2 separate regions of the Sus scrofa genome follow, and region 2 is linked to region 1. The links are chromatin contacts, called in public HiChIP or PLAC-seq maps. All regions are on one chromosome and are shown on one strand. Each heading gives the region's core, a stretch centred on a gene start, on an enhancer-like site or on the middle of the called end of the contact. The rest is flanking DNA. Distances are from core to core; before and after follow the strand shown. Region 1 overlaps LOC110257431 (a long non-coding RNA gene). Region 2 has its middle 67 kb from the start of PTPN1.

The links. HiChIP or PLAC-seq counts read pairs in DNA pulled down with a chosen protein or histone mark.
Region 2: a contact with region 1 is called in an H3K27ac HiChIP or PLAC-seq map of alveolar macrophages. The contact joins two enhancer-like sites. A contact is called at or near these places in 1 of 47 Hi-C or Micro-C datasets (embryonic fibroblasts) and 2 of 2 datasets of contacts at active chromatin or transcription factors (alveolar macrophages and skeletal muscle).

What each region holds. Positions count from the first base shown.
Region 1 is chr17:51,844,889-51,849,973 of Sscrofa11.1, reverse strand. The region is part of intron 1 of LOC110257431 (a long non-coding RNA gene); the gene reads right to left. Among named protein-coding and RNA genes, the nearest start is that of CEBPB, 120 kb to the right of the region's middle. Within about 2 kb of position 2,258, at least 12 of the 83 cell types and tissues checked have an H3K27ac peak or open chromatin away from gene starts, as enhancers often do. A contact at or near this core is called in alveolar macrophages, where this site is marked.
Region 2 is chr17:51,947,792-51,952,876 of Sscrofa11.1, reverse strand. No RefSeq gene overlaps it. Among named protein-coding and RNA genes, the nearest start is that of PTPN1, 67 kb to the left of the region's middle. Within about 2 kb of position 2,001, at least 28 of the 83 cell types and tissues checked have an H3K27ac peak or open chromatin away from gene starts, as enhancers often do. A contact at or near this core is called in alveolar macrophages, where this site is marked.

The DNA.
Region 1 (5,085 bases), core at 1,009-3,508:
AAGAGACCGTGGGTTTGGTAACTACGAATACATTTAAAATGCACAAAGTCAGCCTTTGACAAACTACAGCCTTGGGCCAAATCCTGCCCTCCACCTGTTTTTGTAAATAAAGTTTTATTGGCACACAGCCACACCCATTAGTTTCATATTGTCTGTGGCTGTTTTCCAACTACCACAGCAGAACTGCGTAGTTGCAAAAGAGACCATATGGCCACACAGCCTAAAACATTCATTATCTGGTACCTTTACAGGAAAAGATTCCTGACCCCTGAACAAAGTAATTAAAAAGATATGTTATAATTTCACAGTATTTTTAGATATATAAAATTTTTAAATAAAAAAATTATTTTTAAAAATGTTTGGATAAACATGTATGGCTGGATCTTTTCTAAGTTAAATACATAGAAGGTATAATCCACTGCATAACATGGTTAAGAGTAGGACTTTGGGTCCAAATATATATATATTTTTTTATTCTGCTGCTTCCTAGCTGAATAATCTATGCAAATTACTCAGCCTCAATATTCTCATCTGTAAAATGGGAGTGATAATAGTTCTTACCTCAAGGGATTGTATGGGTATTTAGTGAGTAAGTACAGGTGAGGCAGATCCTTAGAACAGTGCCTTAGAACATAATGAGTGCTATGTAATTATTTGCTGTTGTTATTATCATCATTGCTGCACACAGACAGATTGATGCCCTGACTACGCTACTTCCCAGCTGTGTTGCCTTGAGCACATGGCTTCCCGCCCCAAAACTTCAGTCTCCTTATCCATAGATGGGATCATAATGGTTTCCATCACGTGGAGTTGCTGTTAAGGGCTGTGCTTAGCACAGCATCTGGCACACAGTAGGCATTCCACACATGGTAGATATTATTGCCACTGTTCTCATTATTCTGAGTTCCTTTCTGACCCCAAAGCCTCCGCACTGTCTGGAGCTTAGCCCTCCTCCTGCTGTGCAAGGCAGGTCATGGCTCTGGACCCACTGTGTACCAGCACTGACTGTTTCCACCCAGTGGTTGTTTATTTAACTGTCCTCTTAAGTAACTCTCCAGCCATCAAAGGACTGTTTACAAACCCCACAATTAGCCTTCCTGGAACAACAAATAAACAGAAACCTAATTAGGCATGTTTCTTGTGGCTCAAGGCACAGTGATCTGAAGGCTTGGACACAGCAGCCATCAGTTAAGTAAATATTTGTGAGATGTATGGATGAGTGGATGAATGGTTGGATAGATGGATAGAAGACTGTATGGGAGATGGATGGATAAGATAATGTTTAAGATGACAGATGAATGGAAGGACAGATAGAAAGAAGGCAGAAGGGGTAGAAAAATGGATAGAAGGATAGGTGGATGGAAGTGTGGAAGGTTGGCTGGAGGGTGGATGAAAGGGACGGAATAATGGAAGAATGGGTGGACAGATGACTGGATGGCGGATAAGTGAGTGGGTAGATGGTATATGGATAGGTGAGTGGAGGTTAGTGGCGAGATGGAGGGAGAGGGCAGTATGAACTGAAGTTCTGGCTCTTTCTGACATCCAGGCCCTGCCCTGTTCTTCACTGAGATGTTATGTCACCACTCACTAGAAGGGACTCTGGCCTTGTGATGTCGGAACGGTCCTGAGTTTGAATTCAGCTTCTGCCATATCCTAGCTCTGTGACCTTGAGCAAATCCTGTTATTCTCTGGACCATAGTCTCCTCCTCTAGACAATGGATGCCAGTAACTGGCCCCACTTCACCAGGTTGCTGGGCAGGTTAAGTGTCCAGGCCACGGTCCCTGTTTGGCACGTGTAAGTTCCCTTTCAGCTGCTGTGGGTGGATTGCCCAGAGAGTGCACTCTGAGGAGTCACCACAACAGAGGGACCGAAAACCAGCCTGTACCCTGATGAGAGGGGCTGGCTCCCACTGTGGGGAAAGGGTGCTAAGACAAAACCCAGAACTTAGGCTATCTCCCTCCCAGCTCCCTGGATTCTAGCTTCAGGGGTCTCCACTTGGCTCTCCAGGTCTGGGGGATGAAAATAGTGGGGTGACATCCAGACTCCCTAGAGTCAAAGCCCTGGTTGCCTTGGGCTAGGTACTAACTACTCTGTCTTGGAGAAATGAAAGTCGCTACCTCATAAGGTTATCGTGAGGGTTGAATGAATTAACACAATAAAGTGTTTAGTAAAGTGCCTGGCACATGGTAAGCATAGCTAGTTGCTGGTGTTATTATGTAATAGTTTCTTGTCATTACTATCATTGTTGTTATTGTCACCTCTCCCATGACCACTTTGCCCTTCTGGCCAAAGGAATCCTGACATTACCCAGAGGAAGGTGGTCTTCAGGCCTGACTCGAAGGAACAGAAGGCCTCAGGCAGAAGGGCACTGCCAGGAAAGGCACAGCTTGGGCAGAGAAGGGAAAGCTCCCTGGGAGCAAAGCTGGAGCGTCTTTGGCCAGAAGGAGGTGTGACTTCCAGTGGCAGAGGCTGGGTGGGGTGAGGTGAGTCAGTGTTTGGCCCAGCCAGGCCCTAGCAGCCCTGTTTCCCATCAAGGGGCCGGGCGGGGCCGCCATGGCTCCCTCTGGCCAGGGGTGAGGGTCTGAGTCAGCTCAAGTCAGGTAAGTGGAGGAGGACATGGGACTTTCCCACCTGTACCCTGGAAGCCCGTGTCAGCCAGGCCGGGCGCCTCCCATGGGGGCGTGGGCAGAGTCCTCTGCGCCAGGCACAGTTGAGTGCTGCCTGTCTCCACAGCTGACTCTGGCCCCCAAGTCCAGAAAGAGGCTTGGGAGCCACTCCTCTCCCAAGATGCAGAGCGGGACCCAGGACCCCCGCCAAGGGCCTTCCTTAAGGGAGGAAGAGAGCTTCGGAGCCCAGTGAGGCCTGGGAAGCCAGGGGAAACCTGAACAGGGGATATTTGGGCCAAGGCCTGAAGGAGGGGAGGAAACACGCAGTGGGTGATGTCTGGGGAAGAGTGTCCTCGGTAAAGGGAACAGCAGATGCAAAGGTCCAGAGGCGGAGACCTGAGCAACCAAGAGGAGACTTGTGGTTGCAGCCCAGAGGGGGACAGTGTGGGAGATGAGAGCGGAGAGGTGATAGCGGGGGTGGGGAGAGTGGGACGCAGATCATGCAGGACCTTGTGGGCCACGTGGAGAACTTCAGCTTTTTCTCTGAGTGAGGTGGGAGCCTTGGGCAGGCTCTGAGCGGGGACAGATCCGACTTAGGGTTCTAATGAGGTCCCTCTGGCTGCGTGCAGAGAATGACTGGGGGCGGGGGGGAGTATAGGACAGAAGCCAGGTGAACGGCAATGGTCCAGGTGAGTGATGAAAGAGGCTGGACAGGGTGCGGACAGTGAAGGTGGAGAGAAGAGGCATGATTTCAGGAATTCCCTTGAGCGAGAGTCAACACGTCCTTCTTGGGGACCCACTGCGTGAGCCCTGTGTGGGAAGTGTGGACAAAGCGATCGTGAAGGCTGAGCCTTTTTTACAGTCCAGGAAACGAGAGGCGAATAAATTAACATGGTGTTGATGAGTGCTCAAAGCCAGGTGTGCATCAAGGGCACCCACTCTGCCTTGTGAGATAAGAATGATCATGAAGCCCCATTTTACAGATGAGGAAACTGGGGCCCCTTTGGGGAGGTTAAGCAATGTGTCCAAAGTTAAGAGAGTCCCCTCCACCAAAAGTTTTGCCCCGGGGTCTGAAGAGCTGCAGGACTGGGCCCACCTGACCGCTCTGGTCACCCAGTGGGCCTATGTAATCAGGGAGGGCTTCCTGCAGAGCTGAGACTAAGCCTGGGTTCCCAGGAACGGGCAGGATTCCATGGTTCCCAGGAATGGGCAGGATTCCACGGATGAGCATTCCAGGCATGAACCAGGGCCTAAAGGTGAGACTGGTCCTCTCAGCCAGTTCTCCCAAACCACACTTAAAATCATCTTTAAAGCCATGCATACTTTTTATTAAGTTAATTGATTTTTTGTTTGCTTGGTCGGTTTTTAAAAAATAATTTACTGGGGTGAAATTCACATAACATCAAATTAACCATTTCAAAGTGAACAATTCAGTGGCATTTGGTATGCACAATGGTATGTGCAACGTTGTGCAACCACCACCTCTGACTAGTTGCAAAACATTTTCATTACCCCAAAAGGAGACCCCCATACCCACTAAGCAGTCGCTCTACCCCAGCACCCAGCAACCACCGATCTGCCTTCTGTCTCTAAGCTTTATCTACTCTGGGTATCTCATAGAAAGGGGATCTTAGAATAGGTGACCTTCAGTGTCTGAATTCCTTTGCTTAGCATAATGTTTTGGAGGCTCATTCTCATTGTAGTGTGTGTCAAATGATTTTTAAAGGAAATTTTGCATTGTTACCAGAAAGAGAAAACAAGTAATCATTTCTATAGATGGAAAGTAACCTTCACAGCAACGACCACAAAAAAATTATGAAATTCTAGATGGATTCTTCGGCCGGCTGAGGCTTCTGGGCCCAGGTCGGCTCTGCGTCCAAATGGGCAGAGCATTCATAGTTTCCCTATACACTATTTACTCTTTTTCTTTAAGTCAACTCACTTTTAAAATGTGTATGTCGGAGTTCCCGCTGTGGCGCAACAGAAACGAATCCGACTAGGAACCATGTGGTTGCGGGTTCCATCCCTGGCCTTGCTCAGCGGGTTAAGGATCCGGCGTTGCCGTGAGCTGTGGTATAGGCCAGCAGGATCCGGCGTTGCTGTGGCTGTGGTGTAGGCCAGCAGCTGGAGCTCCGACTGGACCCCCAGCCTGGAGAGGATGTACACATTCCTCAGCCCGCTGGCACCCCCGCCCCAGCCCCACCCCCAGTGGATAACGCAGAGGTTATCCGCACCTGCTGTAACATTTCTCAGCTCCTCGGCAGGTTGCGCCCCAGGTGCCCACAGTGGTTACCCACAGTGGATACTCTCTGCATTGGAAGCCCTCCCTTCCTAGTCTCACTTTCCCGCACCCTACTGGTGTTTTCTGGGATCACCTCCCAAATAAGTTACTTGCCTTTGAATTATTTTTCTTAGAGATCTGCTTCTAGGGGAGCCCAACCTAAGGCACTTGCTGTTAAATTGAAGATACTCAGCAAA
Region 2 (5,085 bases), core at 752-3,251, 100 kb before region 1:
TTCATTTCCACTGAGCCACGATGGGAACTCTGAGAGCAGATCTTAAAAGTGCTCATCTTAAAAAAAAAAAAAGTGCGTCTAACTGTGCAGTGACAGATGTTAACTTGTTTTGGTTATCATTTCACAATATATATAAATATCAAAAACACTGTATACCTGAAATTAATATAATGTTATACATCAATTATACCTCAATTAAAACAAACAGGAAAAGAAAAGTCTAGAGTTGTAGTTGGTTTGTTCCCCTGCACAGCTCTGGAGTGACCTATGGGTTTTGCCTCTGGGTACTTGCATGTGCTTTGTCCTCTGACTAGGTAGCCATTCTACCCTTTTGGCCCAATTAATATCCCTTCCTCGTTCACAGTTCAGCTTTAATGTCACCTCCTCAGGGAAGTCTTCCCTGATTTTGCAGACTAGCTTCAATCCCCCTGTCAATGTCCTTACATCATTCATTCATGTTTTTTTTCCTTCACTTAAACATTCAAATACTTGTCCAACAAACATCCACAGAGCACCTTCCCTGCTCTGGGATTTGTTCCAGACACTGGGGACACAGCCCCTGTTTTCATGGAGCTCACCATTTGGGGATCATTCAATAAACAAATAAACAGACAACATAACTTCAGATTGATACACGTATGAAGTAAACAAACAGGGTGACATGGTAAGAGAGTGCCTGGTGGGGGCTTCTCTGAGGAGGTGATGTTTGAATCAATATTTTTTGGGGGCGGGTGTACCACACTCACGGCATATGGAAATTCCCAGGCTAGGGGTCAAATAGGAGCCACAGCTGCCGGCCTATACCACAGAGGCAGCAACTCAGGATCCGAGCCTTGTCTGCAACCTACACCACAGCTCATGGCAACATCAGATCCTTAACCCACTGAGGAAGCCCAGGGATCAAACCCATGTCCTCACGGATACTAGTCGGATTCATTACTGCTGAGCCACGACGGAAACTCCTGAATCAATATTCACATCAAGAAGGAGCCAGCCATAGGAAGATCTGGAAAAGATGAGGGAGAGGGAGCAGCAAGTGCAAAGGCCTTGGGGCAGGAACATACCCGGCATAACTGAGAAACAGCCAGGAGGCCACTGCGGCTGGAAGCACATGGGGAAAAGTGAGCTCAGAAACTTAAGGCGGTGGCAGGTTGTGCAGGGCCTTGAGGCCACACTAAGTCTCAGCTCTCATCGCTATTTGCAGTTCTGCTTTTTCACCACTATTGGAGTGGCGTTTTGCTTTTGATTGTGAGTTCCCCGAGGGGGCAGCCATGTCCCTTCTGAACCCCAAGTATCTGTCGATATGACTCATAGTACATGTAGTTCTCAGGCCAGGGACCCCAGAAGCAAGAATTCTCACTGTTTGGGAGGTGATCCCAGGAAGTAAGAAAATGGGGACATGAGACAGAGAAGAGAAGGCAGCTGATGCAGGGTACCTTTTTGAGCTCCCACTGGGGAGCACTGGGACCAGTGTAGGACATGCCTGCAAAGTATTCCCACCCAAGGGGTGGGAATGTTTTGTTTGTTTGTTTGTTTTTTGTCTTTTGTCCTTTTAGGGCTGCACCTGTGGCATATGGAGGTTCCCAGGCTAGGGGTCTAATAGGAGCTGTTGCTCCTGGCCTATGCCAGAGCCACAGCAATGCAGGATCCAAGCTGCATCTGCGACCTACACCAGAGCTCACAGCAATGCCGGATCCTCAACCCACTGAGCGAGGCCAGGGATCCAACCCGAAACCTTATGGTTCCTAGTCGGATTCATTTCTGCTGCGCCACGATGGGAACTCCTGGAAATGGGTTTTTAATCACCAGCTCCCATGTCGCTGGTTGAGGGCTGCTTCAGGCCTGTCAACTCACAGGCACTTCAGGCCTGTCCTGCATGGGCTTAATAGGCTCTGGTGGCCAGAAGGAGCCCTCAGCAAAGAGGAGCCATTGGACAGTGAGCAGGAGGGCACAGTGTCTATTTCAGTAAACAAATAACAGCTGACCAATAGAATAGCCCAGAAGGAAGTGCCTCTGAACACATTAGCATGGGCACCACTTCCTCTTGAATTTTCAGTGAATCCCCAGAGTGCCTCAGGGGTTAGCTTTTGCTCCAGTCTCTTGGTTTTTGTGTGGCCAGGATGGAAGTTTCTGGAAGGCTGCCCTGCCATCCAAGGAGGCCGGGGCTCACCACATCCTGGGAAACTGGAGAGGAGAAATCTGGATTTTTCTCTAGGAAGCAGTTTCCTCAACAGTCCTGAACAAGGCTTTATCAGCGTTCAGCTGTCTACTCGGGCAGGCAGCCCTGACGGTGTGGGCTGTGCATTCCAGGAGCAAAAAAAAAAAAAAAAAACCCGCCCTCCTTCCCCCGCCTGGGAAAACTGGACTGCACTGGGATGGCACAGTGCCCTCCACCCACCACCCGGAAATGGGCCTGGCTGGCAAGGGGGCGGGTGAGGAGGAAGGCAGAACTGTTTGAACATGTCCCTCGCAGCCTTGGAAGGGGTGAGAGATGGCAGGGGTGAGCTGCAGAAACGTGACGAGGTTATGGTTTCCCCTTGATGCAAATCCTCCTGCTCGTGAATGGGCTTGTGTGGACAGAGACAGGGAGTGACATAAAGATGTGCTGGCGCGGAGACGCCTTTCAGACGAGGAAATCAAAGAATGCTGCCTATTACCCGAAACTGCGCCGGGCACTTGGTAATTGGTGGGCATCATCCCATTAGACCAGGGTTCCTCAACCATGACTATTAACATTTGGGGGAGCACGGGGGGTACAATGTCCTGTGCATTGTAAGATGTTTAGAGGCATCTCTGGCCTCTACTCTCAATGTGCCAGAAGCAGTTTCCCATGCCCATCCAACAATCAAAAGTGTCTCCAGACATGACTACGTGTCCTCCAGGGCATGAAATCACCCCTGGTTGAAAAACACTGCATTAGACCCACAAATACTTACACATGAGGGCTTATTTTGTTCTAAGAGCTGTGTTCAGTGCTTTACATGTCTCAGTGCATTGCGTTTTCACAACAAACTTAGGCTGGGGCTGATGTGGCAGCTCCATATCATTGTGCCCAGGCTGCTAACTTGTTTTCCCCGCCCTACAGTGTTTTCTCATGGTACAGCATGCCTTGACCCCCACATCCACATTATAGCCAGTGGGAAGTGGAAAAGGGAAACGGCATATTTCTTCCCTTTAAAGTACAACCCGGAAGTTATCCATAGCTTAAGGCTACACCCCATTGGTCAAAACTTGGTCACCTGGCCACACCTAACTGAAAGGAAGGCTGGGAAATGTAGTCTTTATAGGGACAGCCCTATGCTCAGCTACAAGTTTGTTGCTATGGAAGTAGAAGAGGAGACTGAGGGACAACTAGGAGTCTTGACTATGTCCCAATTCATAGATGGGGAAACGAAGGCACAGAGTGGTTAAATACCCCTCTAAGGTCACACAGAGAATAAGGAAATAAGGTAAGAAAACGGATATAAAGTACAGGTGCTCAAAGCCAGTCTTCTTCCTTCTGATACATCCTTCGAGTATCATCCACCGCAATTTATCAGTTCCAAAGGTCTCATTTAGAAGAGAATGCTGAACGTTTTCCTGTACCTCCAGGACTGATGAGTTTCCTTCAGCCCCTGTAACTCACACCTTTTAAGTCAGGTGCAACCCAAGGGTTTTTAGGATCATTTCTCTAGTGGCACAAAGGGCCCATGGCTCCTGCTTTCTTACATGTATAGGTGGGAGATCTGTTGAGGCAAGTTCTCAGCCAAAAAGATTTACCTAAACTGCAAGGAAACTGAGGCCCAGAGAGAGGAAGGGACTTTCTCAAGGCCAGACAGTTGGCTCCTGACAGAACCAGGGCTAGGACCCCAGAGGACCATTGTGAAACTCTGTCTTCCAACTTCTGAAACCTGGGAGGTATCCATCCTCCTCCACCATCTCATTGCCTGTTCTCTGTCCTGTGCATTTGTTGCCTTTCCTGATTTTAATCCCTCTACTGCTGGGTTAGTGAGATTTTGAAGGTGAAGTTTACACTTTGGTGACACCATTGTTGTCTACCCAAAAGCAGAACCCTGATCCCTGATTTTGTTTAGAAGTAGGAAACAATAGGTCTAGCCCTGGGGAGGGACTAAGATTGGGCTAAACCAGTCACATTATCACATTCCTCTTGGGTACAATTCACTTTCCCAGCCCCTTGTGTAGTATGGAGCAGACATAAGATGAGTTCTGGACAATTCAATGTGAGGGAAATCCAAGGAGACTGTGAGAAAGATTTTTGTTCCAGATTTAAAGAGCTCAAGGATAAAGGATATTCTCCACTCCCACCAACACTTTATCTTGTCTTGAACTTTCTTAAGGATGTGATGCTAGGGGCTATGGCAACTATCTTGTGACCATGAGGCAACAAAGCTAATGACAAAATGGCAACATAAGGAAGACTGAGTGGAAAAATTGAAAGTGACTGCATACTGGATGATATTGTTGAGATGCTTCCTTAATCCCAGAAACTATCTACCTCCAGATTTTTGTTCTCTGAAGTAATTAAATGCTTGTACAATTTAGGCCATGGTTAGTGGAAAGTTCTGAAATTTGCAGCTGAAGGCATTCCCAACTAATATAATTACACACAGTCCACCATATTTTGGCCCTGGAGTGTCTACCAAAATCCCAGATAGTAGGACCATTGCTTATTTTTACGAATGGCTGATACCCCTTTTTGTCATCTTGGAAGCAGAGGGGGAGCAGCCCATTCAATCTGCTTGGGTCCTTGTGGGATGGATGTGGTCTTTTTAGGGCCACATCTGCAGCATATGGAAGTTCCCTGGCTAGGGCCTGAACTAGAGTTGTAGCCAGAACCTACCTCACAGTCACAGCAATTCCAGATCCGAGCCACATCTGCAGCCTATGCTGCAACCTGTGGCAATGCTGGATCTTTAATCCACTGAGCAAGGCCAGGAATAGAACCTGTATCCTTAAGACACTATGTCAAGCTTCTTAACCTATTGAGCCACAATGGGAACTCCTCTTAGGAGACTTTTGACATTTATTCAAAAAGGTACAATATTTGCTTATATTTGGGGGCTTGGATTTTTAAAAATATATTAT